Regions from separate parts of the Mus musculus genome. Here region 1 is linked to region 2. A link is a contact called in public HiChIP or PLAC-seq data. All regions are on one chromosome and are shown on one strand. The core of a region is the stretch at or near the end of the contact, and the rest is flanking DNA. Distances in the headings are between cores, read along the strand shown.

Region 1 (4,521 bases), core at 1,024-3,523, 130 kb before region 2:
CTGTCCTTAACATCAGTTGCTCTGCTGTTTTTTACAGGCAATACTCTATTAACTTTGGCTTGAGTGACTCTTAAAGTTATGAGACACATCTAAATGACAGTGGTGATAGAGGATTCTTACTTTAGGTTGTTTAATGTTGCCCACAAATGACTGAGCATTTAAAACTATAAAGATGGAGCTGCTGATAAAATGCACTACTGCACACTCCCCTTTCTTTGACTGCACACAGAGAACATGATGGACCTAATTGCATTTTGAAAGAAAGTCTGGGGAACAGGTTCCACATCCTCATTTGCCCTGTGTACAAAATGGGGGCAGGAACTGAGGAAGCCTGGATCAACGAGGGAGCGCTGGCTTAGTATGCCTAAGGCCCTAGACCCAACCTCCGCCACCAAAATAATAAACTTACAAATAAAGATACCTACTTCCTGGCAAGGAGTCAATCGGCTAAGGCATGTAGGTATGAACCAAACCACTTAGCACAAGGAACTTTTGAGAATTCTCAGTTGCCCCACCCAAATTTGAGTTCCCTCCCCACAGATGGCATTAAATGATGACGGCCTTGTCAAATCTCACTTACTGAACAGGACCACTAGCAGGACCATGGGGCTCCGTTAAGGACGAGGATTCTCTACCAGCTAATTAAGAGCAGGGCTTTAAGGGTTAAGTAGCCCTCAGCCATTTTTTCTGATTCGCCCCTGACTGTCAGGTCCTCCACAGCAAGTTCTTCTCACTCCTTTCTAGGATTTCCTGGCTCTTCAAGAATGGGAAACCTGGTTTATGAAGTTTGCCACAACTGTCGAACTGCAAGTCGGTACAGTAAGCTAGAAAGGTTGTGTTTAAAATGGCATGTGAGGTTTGAATATTGTGAATTTTTTTTAATTTGTACATAAACTTTTGCTTTTCCTATGGTAAGATAAAAGATATGAAAACAATACATTTAAATTCCCTTCACGTTCTGAGATTAAGGTCAAGTCCGTTTCATCAGTGTGCATTTCTTCTTGATTTGTGTTTATGAAGATTAATTTCTGGGGCTAAGTTGTAGCTTGCTAGTGGAGCATTTACCTACTCTGTACCAGGACCTGGTTTCCATCCACAGCACCACAAACGGCGGTAACCACAAAAATAATGTCTTTTCCAGAAATGGCATTAGCGGTTTCTCTTAACACAAAGCATGTTCCTGTCCTCAAGGCACCTTGTGTACCACATTTCATGACTATGTTTACAATTGGGCACACTCAGAAGACATCTCTGGTATGTGTGTCTGCACTCTAGACAACTCCCATCACACCAAGGGAAAAGTAGAGTACATGGACTTGTAGCCTTGAGTAGATGAACTAAGTCAATTTTCACAAAGCTCGTAGAATAGTGCCTGATAAACAGTTAAGTGCCACACACTTGATAAACTAAATTAAATGACCCACAAGGGCTCTGACTTGAACAGCACACGCCCTTAGAGTAACTTCCAAACGTTTGTACCAGGACCTCCCAAGCCAGTCCTACAGAGAAAGCCACATATTTTCAGGGGACCAAATAAAGACAAAAACTGCTACTCTCTTGGGCCAAACCGAAGTGAAGAGTGACAACTGTCTACGATGGCTCCCGAAATCCGGGCCATCTCGGTTTTAGCGACTGACTGGCTAGGATCCAGTCTCATTCCCAAGATTGGAATGACTTGGGAAGGCAGGGCGGGTCAGCCCTGGTTCAAGCCACCTGTCTGTCCCTTTTCAGGCAAGGTCCCCTCCTCCTTCAGCTGGGGCAGCAGTGGTGGGGACAGCCAGGGGACCGGGGCCTAACGGTCGGTTGTGGGTTCGACACGTACCTGTACAGGGGCCCGAGCTGGAGCAGGTGCATGAGCAGCGCCAGTGGGCGATCGCGGCTGAGGTCGCGGTGGACGAAGAGGAGCGTGAACTGCACCAGGGCGCAGGGCATCAAGGAGAAGAGCAGCGTCAGCACCTGCCACATGCGGTCCCCTGCGGAGCGGTAGGTGCTGCTCAAGTAGAGCGCCGCCGCCGTCTCGGCCACGAACAGGAACACGGACGCTATCACCGAGGCCGGGAATTTCATCTCCGTGCCTCAGGGACTCGCACCGCGGCCGGCGGCGGCGGCGGTGGCAGCGACGGCGGTAGCGGTGGCGGTAGCGGCGACGGTGGCGGTTTCCCGAACGACTCCCAGCATGCTCAGCCCCGAGCGGCTCGCGCGCAGCTCAGCCCGCTGAGGGCTCGCGGGCCCCGGCGCGCGCTGCCACCCGGCCTGGGGGCAACCGAAACAGCGGGGGTGGGGCAGGTAGCGTGGCCCCGCTGGGACACGCCCACGCGCCCCGTGCGCAGCCGCCGGCGCGCGCCACACTGCTCGCTGGCCGCTCGTCACAGACTGTTCCGGGCGGGCCGCGAACCCGTAGCCCCTGACAGCCCGGGCCACGGCCGTCCCGCCCCCGCGCTGGGGGCAAAGTCCCCCCCCCCCCCCCCCAGGAAGCCATCAACCGATCTGGCCCGCCTGCAGCCGCTGGGTCCTAGAGTCCGTTTGTTCTGGGCAGTGCTGGGAGCCCTGTGGCAGTCAATTCAATAAACAACAAGCAGAAGAGACCAGACTTGGGGGCTGGGAGAGTCTGAGCTCCGGATCCACTGTCTGTTTACTGGGCGGAAGAAAAGCCTGATGAAAAGTTCAGCTTGCCCTGCCATTCCAAAATAGCCAGAGCCACTGAGATGCTTTTCAAAGAGCAAATGTATCGTCGTGCATTCACCGTACTGGGAACTATGGTTAACTTTTCACTGAAACTCTTGAAAGCCTCCTTTGTCTTTCTAGTACAGACCGAGAAGGAGCATCAAAGGAGTTGTGGGAGCCAAAGTTTTCTCTCCCAGATAAAACTGCTTATAGAATGTATTGCTGTGTTATTGTGACTAGCTCCAGACAGGTCAAAGACCAGAGCCTAATAAGGAAACAGTTTTCTAGCCCAATGCATACCTCTTTTAGTGTGCCAACCCTACGACTAGCACAGTTTTTTTCACTCACTGTTTACTTAAAAGGTATGAATACAATAAATTCTGAACATACTCTTCCCCTATCCTGCTCCTCCCAGAGCCTTCTCACCTTCCTACCCACCGAACTTCATGCTCTGTCTCAAAAAACAAACAAACAAAACCTAAAAAGGCAAATGTTAAGACCAAAAAAAAAAAAAAGTCAAAGCCAACAAAATGAAACAAAAAATGCAGACAAAAACAGAGTCCGTTTTGAGTTGGCCCACTACTCCTGACTGATAAACTCACTGACACTCAATTGTAATAATAATAATAATAACAAACAGAATTCCCCCTTCTGAGCATGCCTCAATCACAAATGCCTTCTTCATTAGGAGTTAGACTTTGTGTCCACTTCCCCATCTCACTGCTGGGATTTTGTGTGATTTTAACCCATGCGTGTCCTGTGTATATTCACTAAACATTTGACAACCCTTTGGACATCAAGACGAACTCACCCCGAGCCCTCCTCCAACACACACACCCCTCACACTTTCTAAAGTCATTTTCCATGAAGAAATTAGGTGATTTTAGTTTTCAGGCATCTTGGGCGTTTTTGTACTTTGGAAAGAGATACAAATCTAATGTTAAGAGTCCTAAGATATCAAGACAAGAGGAATCCTAGTGGAGAGGACGAGTTGGGCTGCTTCACTTGGTTGGTGGAGTAGCATCCATCGGGAGATCTATTTATAAGGGCTGAGAAGGGAATTCAGCCAAGGCCTGAGAAGTACCAGGCCCTTGCTCCAAAAGGATTATGGAGGCTTATTTATAGAGCTCAGCAGGCCACCATGTCCTGGATCTAGATACACACACAGTCACAAACAGAACAGACAGCAGCACTCTGTGGAGTATTTGTGTAATATTTTATTTGACACCACAGTTAGCTTTAAAGGAAAATTAACAGTGAAGCTAAGAATTATTAATTGGAACACAGAAATATTTAGCATCTGTCTTTAAGGCAAAGGATTATCACAGGTTTTACATTATTAAGTGGACCATGTGGAGCAGGAGGGCAATAAGCCAGAGACATCACTTGCAACACAATAAAGTCCAGTTTATGGCAGATTATTTTCTACAGTACAAAACTACTACAGAAAACACACTGGGAAAATCACAGGGTTTGGGGATATTGTAAAAGCAGGAGAGAAAGAATAAGGTGCATCACTAAGTTTCTGAGTCTGCTTTGCTTCTGAAGAGATTTCATTACACCAAGCAGTGGACTGTTAGCAAGCCCCTCTGCGAAGCTGAGGCAGATTCAACTGACAGTGGTCCTTCCAGCCCTTGGAACAACAGATAGCAGAAGCAAAACTCTGATGAGCGTTTCTAAGTTACTGGTCGTGGTCTGCACATTAACCTCTCACAAAGACTGTGTCTTTCTGAATTGTCACTTGCTGTTTTATCCTTGAGAACAACATATACAATCATAGCTTAGTTTCCCTGCCCAACGCTTAAGTGGATTTTCATTTTTTTAAAAAAGTCATATATTGCAATATACTTTCTCATT
Region 2 (4,904 bases), core at 1,282-3,781:
ATGGCCTAATCGGCCATCATTGGAAGGAGAGGCCCTTGGTCTTGCAAAGATTATATGCCCCAGTACAGGGGAACGCCAGGGCCAGGAAGCGGGAGTGGGTGGGTAGGGGAGCAGGGCGTGGGGGAGGGTATAGGGGACTTTCGGGATAGCATTTGAAATGTAAATGAAGAAAATAGCTAATAAAAATAGTTTGTTTGTTTGTTTTTTAAAAAGAAGTAGTGAACTGCAGCTGGACATGGCATGACCTTGCAGTCAACGTGGTAGTTCTGTAGCACTTGAGCCAGGTAGAAAGACCACAGGTAGTGGTATAAACACTAATGGATAGGCAGCCCTGGCTCTGAAGAAACGGGGTGGGCAGCGTCAGCGTGGGGGACAATGAGGCCCTCATGGAAAACCCATGGTGGGCAACAGAGCGACCCACTAGCTTGAGCTCCTGGCTGAACTTGAAGCAGAAGCAACCAACAATGTTGGAGGGATCAATGTCACAAAGAAATATGATTTTTTTTTCTGGAATGTTTTCCTAGAGCCAAACAATGTTTACTAATTAAACTTAGTAACCATGTTTCTCTAGCCAATGCTAATAAGGATTAGTTCTTAGCCTGGTTTCTTTCCTTTTCTTTTTTCTTTTCTTTTCTTTTCTTTTCTTTTCTTTTCTTTTCTTTTCTTTTCTTTTCCTTTCCTTTCCTTTCCTTTCCTTTCCTTTCCTTTCCTTTCCTTTCCTTTCTTTTCTTTTCTTTTCTCTTCTTTTCTTTCTTTTCTTTCCTTTCCTTTCCTTTCCTTTCCTTTCCTTTCCTTTCCTTTTCTTTCCTATCATAGACGTTCTTGTTGAGTACAAGCCAATTGTTTTGTAGACTGTCTCTTGCATGGTTGTATTATATTTTACTGTGATTAGATTTGAATTATGTACTCTTCTGACATAATTATGATATAAATGCTTTTGTGTCTGTCTCAAACATCACATTAGGTGGCACACCATGCTGGTTTGTCTAGAAGTTGCAATGATAGTTTTAACATTTGTTTAAGTAGAGTCTTCCAGGTGTTTTTGTAGGATAATTTTAGCAGAACATGAAAAGCAAAGAAGTCTACATGGAAGGCGATTGCTCCAACTACTGTAGACCTGATCTATTTACCTAGACCTTGGGCATAAACTGTGGTTTAAGTTCTTATAGAATGCAATGTAGTTTAAACCTCAGCTTTTGAAGTTCCTTTAGGCCTCTGTTTCTCTCCAGATATTATAGTATGCAATATTTATATGATATAAATATTTGAAGGATCCCAATTGTCTTTTTTAGTAAGTAATTATTATGTAGCTATTCTTTTCCCTACAAGGACTCACAGAATATTACCTCAAAATCTAAATCACATGAGTCAGATGCCATCAGAACCAGAGAGAATTATTGATAAGTTTCAAGGACAGTTGTTTACCAAATTCAAATGTGTTTGCTCATATGACAGGCAATAATAGTGACTGCCAGGAATTTATTTCCAAAGGCTTTGTCTACGGTTCCACTGTCTTGCCCTTTCTTATGCTGAGGTAACTAAGTAGATGAGGTCTAAACTTGAAAGACAAAGTTGTACTGGGCAGGCAGACTTGTAATGCCACCTCATAGGAAGGTTGAGGTGGAAGGATCACAAGTTCCAGTCCTGCCTGAACTACAGAAGGAGTTCAAAGCCAGTCTGAGCAACTCAGTGAAACATTTTCTTAAAACAAAAAGAGGTATAGGGATATAGTTCAGTATTAGATTCCTTGGCGCCAGTCTTGAGTTTAATCTCCAGTACTACAACTAAGTGAAACACAGGGCTATAGCTATCTGCCTCAGGGGAGTCAGCCTACTCCAGTGAAGTTCTTACTTGCTCTGTGTGTGCCCCTACCCGCTGATCTTTCTCCAACCAATCAAGAATACAGGTTTGTTTGTTTGTTTGAAGTTTCTTTGGGTTGGTGGGAATATTCATTTTATACTAGAATAGAAAAAGAAAGGTCAAGTCACAAAACACATACAAAGCCTTAGGAATAGGAACTTAGGAAAAGGAACAAATAGGAAATTCCAACCGCCTTGGGAGCTGGTCCAAACCTAGGAATAATAGGGTGAAATTATAGGAAGCAGTCTGTTTACAAACATTTCCAGATCTGCTTTTCAAACTTCAAAGGGATTTAGTGAGGAATTCCTGTTGGGTATAGAGTGCCTCACACAGTTTAGAGTGTCATGATTGGAAAGGGCTTTTATTAGTGAAGAACTCGCTAGCTGCCTTAGGTTCTCAATTAGAAATTAGAGTGTCCTTAGAGAATTCAGTCTTCTGGTTGAGTCAATAGAAGTTAGCTTCAAAGCAAGTGACAATAACATACTTGAACTGGCGATGATCAAGCTCATGTGTGTGGAATCGGAGCTCACAGATGAAATAAATCCTTGGGCCTCATAGGGCTTTGAGCTAGAAAGGGATTCTTTATCAAAAACTTGCCTAGACTGAGTCATTTCTATTACTTTCTGTCATTTCACCCTACACATTGACTTCCTGTCTGTTTTCTCTCTGACTCAGCCGCTCTTCTCATTTCCTGAGAAAAATGAGTCTGCTAGACCTGGGGGTGATGTGTGAGTGTGAGTTATCCTAAAAATAGATCCCAAGAAAAGGATTTGGATATAAGTAGCTTATTTGTTGTTGTTTTTTTCAATTTTCTGTTGATTCACTTTACAACGTACTCACTGCCCCACCCCATTACCCCTGCCTACAATCCTCCTCTCCCTCCCCCCTCCCCTTTTCCTCTGAGAGGGTGCCACCCCCACCCTGGCACACAAGGGCAGACAAGGCAGCCTAAAGTGCTTATTTGATTGAGTGTTTATGTGTGTGTGGGGGGGGGGGCAGGTCCTAACCAATTACCATAGAATAAGTGGCTTACATAACAAATTCATTCCTCACATTTCTGAAAGGTGGAAGTCAGAGATCAGGGTGCCATTGTGCTTGGTTTTCAGACAGAATGTTTCCTGGTTTGGTGATGAAAGTACACTTGCTTTATCTTTGTATAACAGAAAATAAAGTGAAAGGCATTAAGCTCTTTCCTGTCTCACAGAGACACTCATGACCTAATCAGTACCCAAAGCTCCGTCTCCAAATGTCATCATACTGACATTTCTTGGCTTAACACCTAAGTTGCTCTAGCATTCTTCCATAGCCAGAAAATGTTATAAGTCAGAGGTAGACCCTTCAAGTAAGAGATCTATGGTAATATAGGTACAAGTCATTGTCTGCTGAAGTTTCAGTTTATATCCTGAGTAATCAAAGTTTCTCTGGATGGAGCGTTGACCATTAGACCTGACATTATAATTGGTGCTATAAGTAGATATATAGGGAAAGTGGGGTGTCCAGGAGGGAAGCAAAAGTCATCAACTCCAACACTGCAACAAGAGCTGTGTACAAAGCACTTTCCAAAGACAGGCATTGGCGCAAAACTGGTACCTTAAAATCTGACTGTCAGTGAGGAAAATTCTTAACAGGATGATTAATTTAAATGTTGTTTAGTAAGGTGAAAAGAATTCTAGATGCTTCTTTACTCACAAAGCATGCCTCAAGGATACATACTCTCATAATGGCTTTCTTATGTTCTGGATCTTTGCCTGGATCTGTTAAGTCTTACCATTGCCTCTTACATCAACCCTCTCCCAAGTCACTCCAGCTGCTGTCCCTTCAACCTCAGTCCCCTTTACCAGTTTGAAAATAGAGTAGCCTACAACCCCCAACAGTAGTTAGTGTGACCTCTGAGAGGGCAGAATAAGAACCAATAGTGAGATAGATTTCCTGATAGGCACACAGATGAGGAGAGAGAGCATAAGTAGATAACAAAGATGATGAACTGCCAAGATCACGGGCATTGCATTCACCCTCCTCACCAGAGACAAAAGCCTGGAAACTTAATATGAAACCTTTGACAGGCTTTTCCCCCCACCAGTAGGGACCGCCAGCTATGGACCTTTCTCACAAGTTCAAGGCCAGAACAGTATGTGTAATCCCAAACTCATGGACCTATCTGTCTTGTTCAAACTGTCTTTGTTCAAACTAACAATGCCTGAATTGGAAGAGAAAGACACCCTTAAAGATATGTAAATCCACAACCCTGAAGGAGAGACCAACCAGGTTTTCAGTTCTTGAGACCCTTCTCTACTTTGTGGAGGGTATTTCTCTCTGTGTGCCTACTTTGTATCTATGTTTCCTCACCCTTAATAAGAGTCTTTCTTCACCTGCTGAAAAAAACTGAGTAAAGTATACACGACCCCCAAATCTGTCATTCTGCTGAGCCTCTTATGGTAATGAATTTGATTATTTTGTTTAAAAATGAAATAACTACCCAGGGATCCATCCCATAATCAGCCTCCAAATGCTGACACCATTGCATACTCTAGCAAGATTTTGCTGAAAGGACCCTGATATAGCTGTCTCTTGTGAGGCTATGCTTGGGCCTAGCAAACACAGAAGTGGATGCTCACAGTCAGCTATTGGATGGATCACAGGGCCCCCACTGGAGGAGCTAGAGAAAGTACCCAAAGAGCTAAAGGGATCTGCAACCCTATAGCTGGAACAACAATATGAACTAACCAGTATTCCCCAGAGCTCGTGTCTCTAGCTGCATATGTGGCAGAAGATGGCCTAGTTGGCCATCATTGGGAAGAGAGGCCCATTGGTCTTGCAAACTTTATATGCCCCAGTACAGGGGAATGCCAGGGCCAAGAAGTGGGAGTGGGTGGGTAGGAGAGCAGGGTGGGGGAAGGGTATAGGGAACTTTTGGGATAGCATTGGAAATGTAAATGAAGAAAATACCTAATTAAAAAAACAAAACAAAAAAGAAAATAAAAACAAAAAAAAAATGAAATAACTACAAACTAATAGTAGGAGCGCTCTAGGTAGCCTTTGGGGGA

The links. HiChIP or PLAC-seq counts read pairs in DNA pulled down with a chosen protein or histone mark.
Region 1: a BATF HiChIP or PLAC-seq map of CD8 T cells shows a contact between it and region 2, with 6 read pairs. The contact joins the promoter of Xk here to the enhancer-like site in region 2. A contact is called at or near these places in 1 of 39 promoter capture datasets (the HPC-7 cell line), 3 of 484 Hi-C or Micro-C datasets (the HL-1 cell line, cortical neurons and embryonic fibroblasts) and 1 of 115 datasets of contacts at active chromatin or transcription factors (CD8 T cells).

The regions. Positions count from the first base shown.
Region 1 is chrX:9,270,536-9,275,056 of GRCm38.p6, reverse strand. It overlaps Xk (X-linked Kx blood group), which reads right to left and starts at 2,273. Exons shown (of 3, transcript NM_023500.2): 1 at 1,823-2,273. The coding sequence starts at 2,067.
Region 2 is chrX:9,137,343-9,142,246 of GRCm38.p6, reverse strand. No RefSeq gene overlaps it. Among named protein-coding and RNA genes, the nearest start is that of 4930402K13Rik, 35 kb to the right of the region's middle. Within about 2 kb of position 2,531, at least 17 of the 459 cell types and tissues checked have an H3K27ac peak or open chromatin away from gene starts, as enhancers often do. A contact at or near this core is called in CD8 T cells and the HL-1 cell line, where this site is marked.